Linked DNA regions of Oryctolagus cuniculus: region 2 is linked to region 1. A link is a contact called in public Micro-C data. All regions are on one chromosome and are shown on one strand. Each heading gives the region's core, a stretch centred on a gene start, on an enhancer-like site or on the middle of the called end of the contact. The rest is flanking DNA. Distances are from core to core; before and after follow the strand shown. Region 1 overlaps CNTFR (ciliary neurotrophic factor receptor). Region 2 holds the start of CNTFR (ciliary neurotrophic factor receptor).

Region 1 (7,154 bases), core at 1,618-4,117:
GGGCTGGAGTAGAGGAAGGCAGACAGTCTGCCTGGGATGGGGGCAGACAGCAGCAGAGGGTCTGGCTGGATGGGGTAAGGGTAGGCAGGTCTGGCTGCGACGGCACAGGACGAGGCAGAAGATCTGCCTTGAACAGGGCAGGAGCAGGCAGAGGGTCTGGCTAGGATGGGGAGCCGGGGGGAGGGAGGTATCTGTCCCAGTCCTGTCTCCTGTTCTGACACCTCATTCATCACAGGCCGTAAGGAAGCCATTAGTTGGGGGGGGGGGGGATGTGGAGGCTGCAGCTGCACAAGGGTCTGGCCCAACCTGCCCCCCTTCCCCTGCTGCATGCTCTAGGAGCCAGAGACATGATAGCCGTAGCTGCTGGAACGCTCTCTTGGCCCTGCAGGTAAAGGACACTGGCTTTCATGTTCACAGGTGTGCATGGGTCATGCCTAGAGTACACATTCTATACATGCCACACACACCTGTGCAGGGCACGTATGTGCTAGGTATACATGTGCAATCACGTGAACATGTCCCCATGCACACGTTCCCCTTACACGCACCCACGGGAGAATGCTGCACCCCCCCCGACAGACACACTCCATACGCACCAATGGTGAACTCGTCAAAGGTGATTGCCGTGGCGTTGTGGCCCAGGGCATTGCTGACACTTATGGAGACCTTGTACTTGATGGTGGAGAACAGGTGCATGTAGCGGATGTGGCAGCGGTTCTTGAGGGCTGGGTCCTTCTCGCAGACCATAATTTTGGAGCCGTGCCTGGGGCAGGGTGGGGCCCAGGTGCCATTACCAACAAGGGTCATGTGGGATAGAGGTTGGGAGAAGGTCAAGCCCAAGGTTGGGCTGGGTGTGGACTCCGGGAATGCGGGGGAGGGGTGAGGTCAGAGGTCAGGGTCAGAAGCAGGTCACAGACGCAGCTACTCACAGCACGGTCACGTTGAAGGTGTTGGGGATGTATGTGGGGGTGGGCAGATGCCAGCTGCAGTAGAAGCCCTTGGGGTAAGTGTTGGAGCGGCAGCTGAGCACGGGCTCCCGCGGCGGCACTAGGGGTGAGGAGGGCACGGTCAGGGCAGTGTTGGCGCCCCCAGCCTCCTGCACTGGTGTGGGGACAGGTGGGCCCCAAGCCCCAGCTCTCCCTCCTCAACCCATCATCGATGCCAAAGGTGGGGGGGTGGGGGCTGTCAGCGAGGGCCTGAGGCTTCCCAGGCCACAGAGAGCCAGATGTTTAATTAAAGAAAAACAAGGGCTGTGCAGAGAGGGAGCCCCCCCACCTGCTCAATGGAGGCAGGAACTGTGGGGGGCAGGGGGCTGCACGCCTCAGCTCATCAATCACAGGACGGAGGCGATGTCTGGGGGATCGGCCCCGGCCCCAAAGCTCCTGCCACGTTGTGTCCACCCCACCGCGGGAGGCTGAGCAAGAGGCCCGTCTGGTTGCTGGGGTGATCGGGGTGCACTTCCTGAAGACGAGGCGCCCTGCCTTCCTCTCAGGAGAAACTGGGAGACACGGGGTGGGGCTGGTGGCTACACAGGACAGCAGCACCAGGCAGCTGCCTGCGCGCGTTTGCACTTGCGTGCCTGCAGGCGTGAGTATATGTATATGTTTCATGCACACCTGCGTGCGACTTGGGTGAGTGGCTGGGGCTATACAGACACTTCTGCGTGGGAGTGTGATCTGTGCCTAGCTCTAGCGCAAGCCCGTGTGTGACTGTGTGTATCCAAGTGCCTGTTGGAAGGAAGCTCCTGTTCTCTTGGTGTGGCCCTCACCCCTGCCCCAGCCCCTATCACGGACCCTTCTAAGAAGCCTTTTACCTGGCCAGCAGCTGCCTTAACTCTGGAATAGGAAGACCCAGAGAGGGATGGGGTCTGCCTGGTGTCACACAGCATGGCAGAGTTAGGACTAAACCCCAGGATGGGGTTATCCACCCACATGACCACGTGTGCACACTTGGGAAGTCCTTTCTGCTGTCTAACCACATTCTTTGCTGCTGTGAGCACTTGACCCAGCTGTCTCACCCCCAAGCATTGGGTAAGGCGTGAGGACAGGCGGCTCAGGTTCCTGGAAGGAGGCAGTTTCTGTGATCTGACCCAGGCAAGGAATGTCCGTCCAGGGCTCCAGGGACACTGACACCTCCCTCCTATGCCTCCTCCCTCCCTCGTCCTGGCCCCCGCCCTCTGCCTGACAGGTGGACAGGAAGTGGGAGGGGGTAGCTCAGTAAGCCAGAGACAGTGTAGGGGAGTGCATGTCTGTGCTTGTACAGTGGCCATGGTGACACACAGGGGACCACGGGCTCCTAGCCACAGTGCACACGTGACTCTGAGTGGCTCCGTGTGACTGTGTGTGTCCACATCCCGTAGGAGGCTGTGGAGGGGCCTGGGGCAGAATGCCCAGGACCCAGATCTGCTTTGCAGCAGAAGACGTGAGGTGGCTGCGCTCCAGCACGGTCGGGGAACGGGCGATGCCATGGGCAGATTCAGCTCTGCTCCCTGAGCCGCAGGGGAGGGCCGGCGCCCAGCCGAGACCCTGCAGAGGCCAGCCTGCATTCTGCCCGCTGTCGTCGGCCTTCCCGGCCCCGTGGCCATCCCCTGTGCCTTCAGCGTCCCTTCCCTCTCTGCCCATGGGTGCACAGCTCTGCATCAGGGTGGAGTGGGGGGCGGCCAAGGACACAGGAAGTGCCTTCTGGGGGCCTGCGGGCCAGGCCAGAGTTGGCAGCTGCCCCAGGAGGAAAGGACATTCCGAGGTCGGCTGAGAAGCCTCCACTCCCCCTCCTGCCACTCCCCCCCCCCCCCGCCCCCAGCTTCAAAGGAGAAGGGCGCTGGGGGGGGTGGGGCGGGGCAGGGACTGAAGCCTGCAGAGTCAGCTCCCTGCTGCCTGGGACTCCTGGGAGGGCAGAGCGGGCCATGGCACTGGACTCCCAGGCCCCCTCCCCTAGCTGGCCTGCCCGCTGACCGGTCTCCTCCCCAGCCTCCTCCATTCCAGCCTCCCCGCAAGCCCCCCCCCCACCCCAGAGCCGCTCCCCCCTCTGACTGGGCAGGTCAGGGGAGCCAGGGGGCCGGGTGGGGGCTCTGTCGATCATCTGGCTACTCCTGCCTGGCCCTGGGCCCTGAGTGGGGAAGGCTTGGGTTTCCTGACAGGGACCAGGTTTCTCAGAGGAAAAGGAGGAAAGAAAAACAAAGACAAGGAAGCAAAGGAGTGACTTGCTGCAGCTGGAGCCCAGCTGAGGGGCCGGGTGGGCGGAGGTGGGGGTGCTGGGAGACCAAGTGTGAGATCGTGGGACAGTGTGGGATCGGGAGGCGTGCTGTGAGCGTGTTGCGAGCTGGGAGAGAAACTGCGATTGGGAGGCTGTGTGTGTGTGCGCGTATGTGACCGAGAGGCCTCGTGTGCAGCTGTGTGCTCCGGGCAGCCGTGCGCCTGGACAGCCGGAGGCTGCGTGGGCCGGGGTGACCGCACGTGACTTGGGCGAGGCTTCCCGTCCCCGCGCTGTCTGTATGTGTGAGGCGTGTGGCCGAGGTCCTGAGACAGTGCGTGTGAAGGCGCCATCGCGTGTGGAAGGTCTGTGATGCATGAGACGCGGGGGGCATGGCCGAGCAGAAGCCAAGAGCCTTTCTCAAACGGTGGGTGTGGGAAGGTACTGGGGCATGAGACAAACACCGCGCGGGAGCTCATTAGGGGGGCGCTGGAGCAAGTGCCGGTGGGCGTGTGTATCACACCCTGGCTCCCTGGGCGCACGCTACAATCCTAGATGCCCCTCGTGGGGGCTGCAGAGAGGCCCAAGGGACTGTGCGGGCAGGGTGGCCTGGAGCCCCACGCAGGGCCGCGTGTGCGTGAGTGCGTGTGCCCCGCTGGCCAGAGATTTGTTTGTTTTCTTCCTAATTGGCTTGTTTTTCCATGTCCAGCCCACCAAACCGCATGTTTTTCCTCTCATCTCGCCAGCCCGCCTGGGCTGGAGCCCCCAGCACGCACGAGGCCTGCCCGCCGGCCCAGAGAGGAGGGGCAAGCTGCCCACACCCTGGGCCGGGCCAGATCAGGCCAGGGCAGGGCGGGGTGACCCTTCCGCTGCAGCCCTGCCCACGCCCCACCCATACTCCTCCTCCTGCCGGGCATTCGAGGCCCATGGCCTGTGTCAACCTTATCTTGTGGCATCCCCTGGGGGCCACCCTGACTTCAGGACTCCCTGGTGGCCCCCTCCTGCCTCCCATGCAGGATTTTTCCTCCCAGACATCTTGGACCCCAGCTCACTCTTCCACTCTCGCTCTCAATCTCTCTCCAGTCCTTCCTCCCTAGCCAAATAGGGCTGAGGGGAGAGCAGTGCTGAACCAGGGGGTCTGGAGTTCTGATCAATCACAAAATGTTTAAAACTGGACTAGAAATTGTCCATTTAAAAGAAACGTAAGTCTCTGTTTTAGCTGAAAATCAGAATGATGCTGTTCATAAAAGGATGCTACTAAAAGGGACCCCTGCGATCCCGGTCCCCTGACCGCCCCAGGCGTGAGGGTCCGCAGCGCTCTGCCTGTGAGTGTCCACCTGAGGGCAGGCAGGTGGAGCCGGACAAGGCAGCCCAGCCCAGTGAAGGAGACTCGCGCCAGGATCCTCTCAGGATCAGGCTTCTCGGGGACCAGAAGCATAAAGCTCTCACACTCACAGGGTAGATATTGAGTAACTTTTGGTTTGAATGACCCACTCATCAGGGCTAACTGTGCTGTTCTCTGAGAGCTGGCAGGAAGGATAATTTGATACCGAGTGTTGCCAAACCCAGTCTCTTGTTACTAATAGAAAGTGACGGAGACAATCAAGATTAATATCCCCTGTTCCTTGACCAGGTCTTCAGAAGGAAATAAGGCAATGAGAGATAAGCACCTGATGCTAATGCTGCAGCCGATTCGTGGCCAGTTCTCAACAGACGGAGCCTGGGGAGTGGTGAGCACTGGAGAGCAGAGGGCTGGGCTCTGGTCACCACAGGGCATGTCCTGAGGACACATGCTAGGGACATTTCTTCAAGACCAAATTCCTCCCGTAGGACCTCTCAAACAAGATCAAGTCTCAGGAATGGCAGCCCAGGTCACCAAGGCCCAGCCTTCTCTGCTAGCCTTATCCACCCTGGGAGCAGGGGTGTGGGTGACTGCTGCTGAGCTGGCCTTGGGCTTCCTACCAGGGGCTAGGCTAAGGGCTCCACTTCAGACCAACCCTGAGGCTGCCAGGGAGGATTCTGCGGGGCTGGTCCTGCATTTCTCAAGATGGCCAACAGGGGTCACTCCACCCTTGCAGCTAAAACGTACCGCTTTGAAAGCCATCTCTCTCCAGTGGTGTTTTTTTTTTGTTTTGTTTTGTTTTGTTTTTTAATTTTTTGACAGGCAGAGTGGTTAGTGAGAGAAAGAGACAGAGAGAAAGGTCTTCCTTTGCCGTTGGTTTACCCTCCAATGGCTGCCGCGGCCGGCGCACCGCACTGATCCGATGGCAGGAGCCAGGTGCTTATCCTGGTCTCCCATGCAGGTGCAGAACCCAAGCACTTGGACCATCCTCCACTGCACTCCCTGGCCACAGCAGAGAGCTGGCCTGGAAGAGGGGCAACCGGGACAGAATCTGGCGCCCCGACTGGGACTAGAACCTGGTGTGCCGGCGCCGCAAGGTGGAGGATTAGCCTAGTGAGCCGCGGCGCCGGCCTCTCTCCAGTTTTAATACATCAGAAAGCCTGCCCAATGGGGAAAAGGTACAAACCCACCAAAACATATTTTCATACCTCTGTCAGCCCCACTGCTGGGTCAGAGCCTGAAACCATTTTTGGGCAATGGGGTGAATCAACCATTTGGGATGAGGCCAAAGGTGCTTGAATCTTTGGCGCAGGAGAAAAGAAACGGAACTGTTTTTCTGAGCTTTCACGGTTGGTGGGCGTTTCTGCCAATGACCTTATCATTCTGACTTCTCCAAATCACACTCACCTGGTCTTCCCTCGCCCTTCCCGCTGGCTCCATCTCTTTTTTGGCAGCTCGCTGCTCTCCATCCACCCCTTACCCACTGAGGGCCTGCAGGGCTCAACACTGGGTGCTCTTGGCTCCTTGCCCCACCATCTCTCCCTTGGCCATCTCCCCGCCTCTCATGGCTTTCATGCTGACAACTCCCCAAATTCCCAGCGCTAGCACAGGCCTGCCCCCCTGCGCCTCGGACCCTCAGGTCCACTGGCTACCGGCCGTCAGCTCCCAGTTGTCCCCCAAGGACCCCGACCCCATAGCAGATGTCCATGGAGCTGCAGCTCCCTCACCCACACCTCTGTCTGCTCACTGCCAGCTTCTGCAGTTATTTGCCTAAGAGCTTTTCTTTGGCCACCAAGCCTGCTTTGCTTGCTGGGGCATCAGGCCAAAAGTGCTGGGGAATTAAAGTTCCTCCACCCCTCATCCCAGGAGAATCGCTCGGCCAATGAGGGGCACCAGCTGGTAAACATCCAGTTCCCTCACCCTCGGGCAGGGGAATTCTTGAGGTGCACGCTCTGCACCTGCACCCAGAGTTCCCTCGCTGCCACCCAGAGGTAACGTCTGGAGAGCTCACTCTCCAACTTCCTTTTCCTGTGTCCCTTCCCCATTCCCGGTGGTGTTTCCACCACCAGCCAGATAAACTACTTGCATGTGAATTCTCATCTCGGGATCTGACTCTAAGGAAGCACAAAAGAAGACACTGTCCAAACACAACACAGTATCTGTTCCTTCCCTTTTCTCCCTGATGCATCCACCGATGGAACCCTCCAGGGGCCTCGACTCCTCCCTCCTCCACTCCTGTCCTCTCACTCCCCATCCGTCATGGATCCTGGAGCTCCAGCTTTGCCCCCGCCCCAGCCCAGCTCCAGGCCCTGGTCCCAGGTCCTCACCCCTTTCTCCAGCATTCAGCAACAGCCTCCCTCCTGCCCTGGCTACGCCCCATCCAACCTGCCTCTCTTTTAAGAACCTGACTCAGACTCTGTCACTCTCCAGCTTCCAGGATCACGATCTGCTCCCCATGTCCCATCCTCTCGTTTGCCCAGTCCTCTCCTCCCAGCCTCTGAAGCCAAGGGTCACACGCAGCTTCTCTGTCAGAAAGGTGCCTGTCAAAGTGCCCGTGGGTCTCCTCCTCTAAATCTCTTCCCTCCCTGGGAACCCCCACAGTGCCCCTTCGCATACCTGGATA
Region 2 (7,336 bases), core at 3,440-5,939, 33 kb after region 1:
GGGGAGACACACTACTCCGAGCCGCACAGGGACACCCAGGCCGGCTGGGCGCGCACAGAGCCGCACTAGGGGAGACACCCACGGGCACATTCACAAAGAGACACTTGGGGATACACCACTCGCGGACTTACACAAACCAGGACTTACAAAGAGACACACTGGAGGAGACCCACTGCATAGAGATACATCCAAGAGGACCCACGAGAAAACCCCAGGCAGGCTCACGCCGACACACACACACACACACAGAGGCAGATTCACATGGACACACATGCACTGGCAGACGCGCAACCGTCCGTTCACACCCTGGAGCGCTTTGAAGTCCAGATTTCTGCTCGAGTAAGAAGCCACCTTTGGGCGCCTGGGGGCTGCTGCGACCCACCCACCCCCCTCCCCGCCCCAAGCCCAAGAATTTTCCCAGACCCTGCGCTGTGCGGCTGAGGGGTGAGGAGAACAGGGACACTAGGACAAGCCGCCCGGCCACCTCCCTCCAGCCGATTGTCCGGCCCCACCACCACTAGCACCACCACCACCACCACGCCCAACCCCTAGCGCGCCCGGACGTGGGGGGGTCGCTTCTCCTGCGTCCCTGCCCCCGAGTTTACTGGCAAAGTTTCTCGTGAACTTTCCTGTCTCCCCCAGCCGCAGGCCCACGCGTGTCCCTTCACTCTCCGCGCGCACGAGGGCCGTGGGTCTTGTCGGTCTGCCAGGGTTCGAGCGAGGGTCCGGCCGCGCGCGCTCCGCCGCGGGGTACTCACCGCGCCCTCGGGCCACCGGGGCTCCGCGCCGCGCCCTTCGACCGCCCCTGGCAGGGAGCGAGGCAGGGAGCGCGGAGCTCGCACCGCTGCCGGATCCCACTGCCGAGCCCCGCGCCGCGCCGCGCCGGCTGGAGCCGCCGCCTCCGCTGCCGCCGCCGCCGCCGCCCGCTCTGCACCGGCTCCTCGGCGCTCGGCGGCTTTAACCCCCCCATCCTCCTCCCTCCCTCGCGCGCTCCCTCCCTCCTTCCCTCGCCCATGTGACCGCGGGCGCCCGCTCGGCCGCGCGCGCCCTCGCTCCCCTCCCCCTCTTGCCTTGTCTCCCCGCGCCTCCGCGGCCGCGCGCCACGACCCCCTCCCCGCCCCGGCCCCCGCGCTCCCCCGCCTTGGCACGCCCCCGAGCCTGGCACGCGCGACCCGCTCTCGGGGGCACGCTTGCCCTGCGCAGGCCTTGAGTCCCCCCAGTCACACTCGCCCCGCACAGGCACGCGCTCTCCCCCCCGCCGCTGGCACACTCGCCCGCTCTGGCACGCGTGGCCACCGCGCGTTCGCCCTTTCTCGAGCGCGCCCTCCAGACGGCTGTGGCCCCCGTGCTTCACGCGCAGCCCCGGCCGTGGGTCTCACAGACGCGCGCGCACACACACATCCACACCCACACCGCCCCCTCCCGTAGGGCGGCTGGGCGCGCACCCACCCCCCCGGGATCTCTCCTTCACACTCCCTCACTCCGCCTTGGCCAGGTCTCTGCTTGCGCACACTCCCGCACGTTCAGGCCCTCGCGGTCTTACACCGACACCCTGACACGCCCGGGGCCAACTCTCGGGGTCCTCACTCTGGCATCCCCGGGAAAGGAGCGCGAGCCAGAGCCCCCCCCCAGCCCCCACTTGGGGTTGAAGACGCCAGCGGGCTCCGCCCCTATCCCTACTGCCCCCAGCAACGACACCCCCCCCTTTGCAGTCACAGACAAACCCCCGGCGCGGGGTGGGGGGGGAAGGGGACTCTGCGCTTCCACGGTCGGGGATGGACCAGGCTGGGAGCATGTCACCATGTCTGTGGTGACACCGCGGCCGCTACGGTCTCCGGTCTCAACCCCTGGGGACCCGCGGCCTGGGGCGAAGCCTCCACTGCCTGGACGTTAGCTCCGGAGCGCTCGGCGCTGGAGCTTCAGCCCTCTGTCCTTCCTCCGGCGGCCCGGGCCTCCGAGAGGCCGGCATGCTCACTGCACTCGGCCCCCACCCCCTACCCCGGCTCTCTGGCTGGCTGCAACCCGGGAGACTAAGGTTAGACACCCCGATCCACGTCTGCGACCATGCAAGAGCGCGACGAAGAGGGGCCACGCCAGGGGCGCAGAACCAGAGGACGCTCCCCCCAACACACACACCCCGCGGATTTTCCACCTGACCTTTGACCCATAATCCCTGGGCCTTGGCCCTCCGGGGAATCGCTCTAGGACTGAAGGCGAGGGGAGGGGAGGGCCGTGGCTCTCAGTTTCCTCACCCCGTTCCCCACTAGGCTGCCTAGAGCGCCCGGGCCCTTTCCCAACAAATGCCTCGGGGACTCCCACTGCAGAGGAAAAACCTCCTTCCCGCCACGGCCGGGGCTTTTCACTTTCACTTCCGTGGCCACGGAATCCCCCCGTATAGCCGGCAAGGGTCAGCCTGGGCTGCGGCTCACAGAGGGTCGGCTGGGGCTTAAGGACGCACGCAAAGACTGTTTTTGTGCCCTCCTGAGGGCCTGCGCGCAGCCACCCCCAGTGGACGTCCTTTCTCCAGGCCGCGGACCCGGATGAGAGTGGTGGGCGCGGAGCAAGAGCTAGTCGGTGCGACGAAGTCTGGGGGTGGGGACGTCAGGGATGGCCCCTCCGCCGCGCCGAAGCTAGGCCTGGCCGAGGTGTGGTGCTCTAGGGCCCCCCCACACACACCCGGCGCTCACACCCCGCCAGGAAGCTAGACGGACGGGCGTCGAGATCGGCGGCGTCTCGGTAGGCTGACTTGAGCTCCGATTGCCCCAGTGCCCCAGGCTCAGCCTCTTTCTGCCAGGTTGAAGGGCGCTCCACGCGAGACCAGCGTCCCCTCGTCCCCGGGGACGCGGAGGCTGCCGTCGGCAGTGCCGCAGTTAACGGGTGCGGGGTGCGGGGTCCACGCCTAGGGCCCAGCGTGCAGGAAGCTGATATGGCGGTGTGTGGTGGGATGAGGGAGGCCGGTGTGTGGCAGGAGGAGGCGCACGCCGCGCCGGGTCTGGGGGTCTGTCAGCCGGGAGCGCCTCCTGGCGCGGGACGCAGCCGCCTCTCGCGCTTCCCCGAGGCCGCAGCGACACCTGGCGGAAGGCGTGGGACGTGCGTTTTTCCACAGGCTGCGGCCGCAGCTCTGGCTCCCGCTCCCAGCTGAGCCCTCAGCAAGCTACCCAAAAACCCGGGTGCAGTGCTCTTCACACCGCCGCCCCCTGACTCAGCCACGATTCTCCTTCCATCTGGGCTGGGGCAACAGACTACCCGCGGGGTTCCGCTCCTGCCGCCTCCATGCGCGAACCACACTCTCGCCGCGGAGCTTCCCAAGCCTTGGTGTTGAACCCTCCCGCGTGTCCCCACCGCCTGGGGTGCAAAGTTGGGCGGTTCCCGCTGGGCTTCAAACCCTGCAGGATCTGGCCCTGTCTCCTCTTCGGCTTTAGTGGGCGCCCCACTCCCGGCTTGCCCGGCCCGGCGCCAGCCCCCTTCTCCATCGTGGCTCACTCGTCCTAGAGCCAAACCCCGCTTCGCTGACACCCTCCCCTCACTGCCTTCGATGCCTTCGATGCCTTCTCTGTCTTCACCGTCGGCGACTCCCACAAGGGAGTGGCAGGAAGCAGCACCCCCAGGCCGCGGCCTGTGTCCCGTTCGTGATGAGGAATCCTTTCGGTAATCCTAAAAGGGGTTGGGAAACAGGAGGGATGTTCTCCTTGACTTTGAGTTTTTGTAATAAAAAAAAAAGATTTATTTATATTTATTTATTTATTTGAGAGGCAGAGTTAAAGACAGAGAGGGAAACAAAGAGAAATCTTCCATCTGCTGGTTCACTCCCCAAATGGCCGCAACACCAGACCGGAGCCAGGAGCTTATTCCGGGTCTCCCATGCGGGTGCAGGGGTCCAAGCACTTGGGCCACCTTCTACTGCTTTCCCAGGCCATTAGCAAGAAGCCAGACTGGAAGTGGAGCAGCTGGGACTCGAACCAGCATCCATATGGGATGCAGGCGGTGCTGCATGCCGAGGCTTAACCTACTATGCCACAGAACCAGACCAGAGATTTTGTAATTTTACACCCACGTGAAAGAGGCATCTGTGGCCAGGACTTCTGGTTCGATCCTCCATCCTGGCGAGTGTCCTAAACTTGGACCACCTGCTCTTGCAACCCCTCCACCCTACACACACACCCAGGTGTCAACGGTGCCTCCCTCATTCCCCCCTGACTTATCCCCCAATGAAGTGTGTCCCCACCCCACTGGGAATGGTGCTGACGTCTACCTTGCTTTTACTCTCAAAAAGTTCCAGTTACAAGTACCCTCACAAGCTCTCTGTCTTACTTATGAGGGCCAAGCACGAGGTCACAGAAAATCACACACCGCGTCTCAGAGTGATGTGAGTGTATTGGATCCCACTGCAGCGCCTGGGGGATTCAGGGTCGGCTGCGGCGCCCGGGAGCTACAGGTCCCTGAAGGGCGGGACACTCACGCACCGCGCGCAGACACACAGCGCGCACAACGCGTGTCACACGGGCGCACGCAGTCACACACGCTCTCAATCACAGTGGGGTTTGGCGGGTCGGGGCGGGCTCCGGGAGGCGGTTACGTAAACGCCCTCGCAACCCCCCTCGCTCCCCCTCACCCCCCTGCTTCCTTGCGCAGTGCCAGCGCCCGGGGCGGCTTGGCCGGGGCCCGGGAACAGCTCGGCCTCGCAGAGGCTCCAGGCGCCGAGAAACCCGATCCGAACACAGCCCCAGGCCGAGCCAGGGAGGGGAGCCCAGAGCCCCCCCTACCCCTACACACACAGACTCGGGGTCCAGCCCAGCTCCCCCCACCCTCGATGATCCTGAGACAGCTCCCAGCATGGTCCTGGGACAGCACGTGGGACCCAGGGACGACACCCTCTTTCTGTAGACCCTCTGGAATTCCGTCGCCTGGACCCATGCCTGTGTGTGCCCTGACCCTTCTAACCTCTGGCACCGGAAAAGGGCAAAGATTCCCTAAAGGTAGAGAATGGGGGAGGGCTGACACCGGGACAGGGGAGCCCAAGTATTCCACCTGGAGGTGCCCCCCCGTTCCAGGGCACTGCCTCTTCTTCCGGCCTCACCAGGGCGGGCCCCTCGGATGGAGGGGCCTTCATTCCTGCTGCAGGCCTCCCTCTGATCTCTGATAGCATTGCGTCCTCCTCAGGGGTGAGGTCGGACTCCAGTGTCATCCCAGTTCCCCGTTTGGCTGAGAAGGAAGTTTGAGGGCAACCTGAGGCACTGAGAACCAAGTCCCCGAAAGGAAGAAAGACTGGGGTTCAGGAAACCCCAGCAAGTCAGCAGTCTGAGAGGCGGGGAGGGAGCACTTTTCGGACTCTTCCCCCAATAAGCCCCCACCCCATTCTGCAGCCCAGGCTGGATTTTCCACACTAGCTATTGAGTGTCCGCTTCGGGCTGCCCAGGCCCGAGCTGAAAGGGAATTTCCCTCTGTGTTCTCTGTTAATGAACAAAACATTTCATGTTGAAATTCCCCCCTCTGCCCCCAGTCCAGCGTCTCCAGGGCCCCCCAGCCTGGCCGAGCAGGGAGACCACTAGGAAGAGGGGGCAGCAGGGTAGAGGGAAGCCCCCCAAGGAAGCATAATTTATACTGGGAAGGGGCATCTTTTCTCACAAATAATGAGGATGGCTTCTTCTCTTTTCTTTTTTCTTTTTTTCCCCCACTTTTGGCTAAAATTACCCACTCCTGTGGCAGCTTCCCAGAAAGGGCGGCGGGAGGGCGGCCGGAGCTGTCCCGAGGCCCAGGACACGGCCCCCCTCCCCTGGGCGAGGAGCCTTCCCCAAGTTGTTTTCCTGGTCTCTTCCTCTTGGATGTTTTTTTGATTATTAATCATATTTTCCATCCACAGGCTCAGTCCAGACCCCCTCCCCCTGGGGTCAGGGCTGGACAGATGGAGGAGGAGCGGGCTGCAGGAGGATGCCTTGGGGACAAGATGGGCAGTGACCTCTGGCCCTGGATGACCTGAAGGATGCTGACCATGGCATGTCACAGATCATGCCCTCACCATCCTGTCACATAGTAACCATCACTCTCAATCACTGCAAGTGGAATGAATGAATGAGTGAACAGGTGTCCAGCTTTCACAGTGCTCAGCTGGCACTGGAAGGCAAATCCCCTAGGGTTCTTCATTTATGCTACAGGCAGGGAAACAGCCCAGAGAAGCTGGTCACCTGCACAGAGTCACACAGCAGAGTTAGTGACAGGGAAGAACGCCCATGCCCCACCACCCGGAAGTCAGCCAATGAATAAATGCTGAGCGCCTACTCTATGCCTGGTGTTGATGTAAGCGCAGCAGGGACCCAGACGGAGATCTCCAGTCTCTAGACTGTGAAGCAGCTAGAACTGAACATGCTGCCAGTGCTGTGTGTGTCGGTGCAGCCACCGGGGAGCGCTGTGGGACCGGGTCTACCATGGACCCTGTGGCCCAGCAAATGCACATACCCCCAAAGAAACGACCCAATATGCCCACCAGCGGTGCTCGAAGTGGCTTTACTCATAATATCCACAAGCTGGAAACAACCCAAATAAACAAACAGATGGTGGTACAGTTACAGCGATGGGAAAGAACCAACCACAGCTACACACAGCAGATAAAGTGATGAGCAAAGGAAAAACAACAACACCAGACCCAGAAGAGGACATACTGAGTGATTTCATATATGTAAAGCTCAAGAACAGGCAAAACTAAAATTTGAGTTTGTGTACTGCTTACTTTTTGCCTAAAAAAAAAGTTTAGAAGTCTCCTGCCCTCATGGGGTGACCACTCTAGTCTAGGAGTGATGGATTGCAAGCAAAACAGACACTTCTAGTTTGTCCACGTGAAAGTCCCAGCCCTCTCAGGCAAGAGGTGACAGCCTTAATGTCTCCTGGGGGGATAGAGCCTGACACCCTGTGTCTTCTCTGTTGCCAGCACCTTGTTGCTTAGAACAGTCAGTGTGATGTTCATGTCCCTCGCTCCTGGCAGCTCCATGTGTGCAGCCCTGCGGCTTCCATCTCCAGGCACCTAAAGCCGAGTCTGGCACAGAACAGGCGCTCCAAACATGTTCAATAGATGTAAAGAAATGCTGATTGAATGAACGATGCAAGTAAGGAAATAGGGCTGCTGTGAGCTGGGAAGCAGAGCTGAGCTCCAGGTCGCAGGGGAGAGGGCCTGCCTGAACGTCCTGCGGTCTCGGAAGATCCGACCAGCCAGGGACTAAGCAGAGACCTGGAAGGCAGGCTGAGGCAGCCCGCGTGGCTCTGAGTCTGTGTCCTGAGACGTCTTTGGTGCCAAGGCGTGGAGGCTGGGAAGGCTGAGTGTGAGTGAGATTACAAGAGCTGCTAG

The links. Hi-C and Micro-C count contacts between places; a contact is called where the count stands out from the background.
Region 2: a Micro-C map of ear pinna shows a contact between it and region 1, with 2.3 times the contacts expected there. The contact joins two enhancer-like sites. A contact is called at or near these places in 5 of 6 Hi-C or Micro-C datasets (ear pinna, embryonic fibroblasts, psoas muscle and 2 more).

What each region holds. Positions count from the first base shown.
Region 1 is chr1:197,580,439-197,587,592 of mOryCun1.1, forward strand. It overlaps CNTFR (ciliary neurotrophic factor receptor), which reads right to left. Exons shown (of 10, transcript XM_070053561.1): 5 at 930-1,047; 6 at 597-763. Among named protein-coding and RNA genes, the nearest start is that of CNTFR, 29 kb to the right of the region's middle. Within about 2 kb of position 2,868, at least 2 of the 8 cell types and tissues checked have an H3K27ac peak or open chromatin away from gene starts, as enhancers often do. A contact at or near this core is called in ear pinna, where this site is marked.
Region 2 is chr1:197,612,037-197,619,372 of mOryCun1.1, forward strand. CNTFR (ciliary neurotrophic factor receptor) reads right to left here and starts at 1,360. Exons shown (of 10, transcript XM_070053561.1): 1 at 1,275-1,360. Within about 2 kb of position 4,690, at least 2 of the 8 cell types and tissues checked have an H3K27ac peak or open chromatin away from gene starts, as enhancers often do. A contact at or near this core is called in ear pinna, where this site is marked.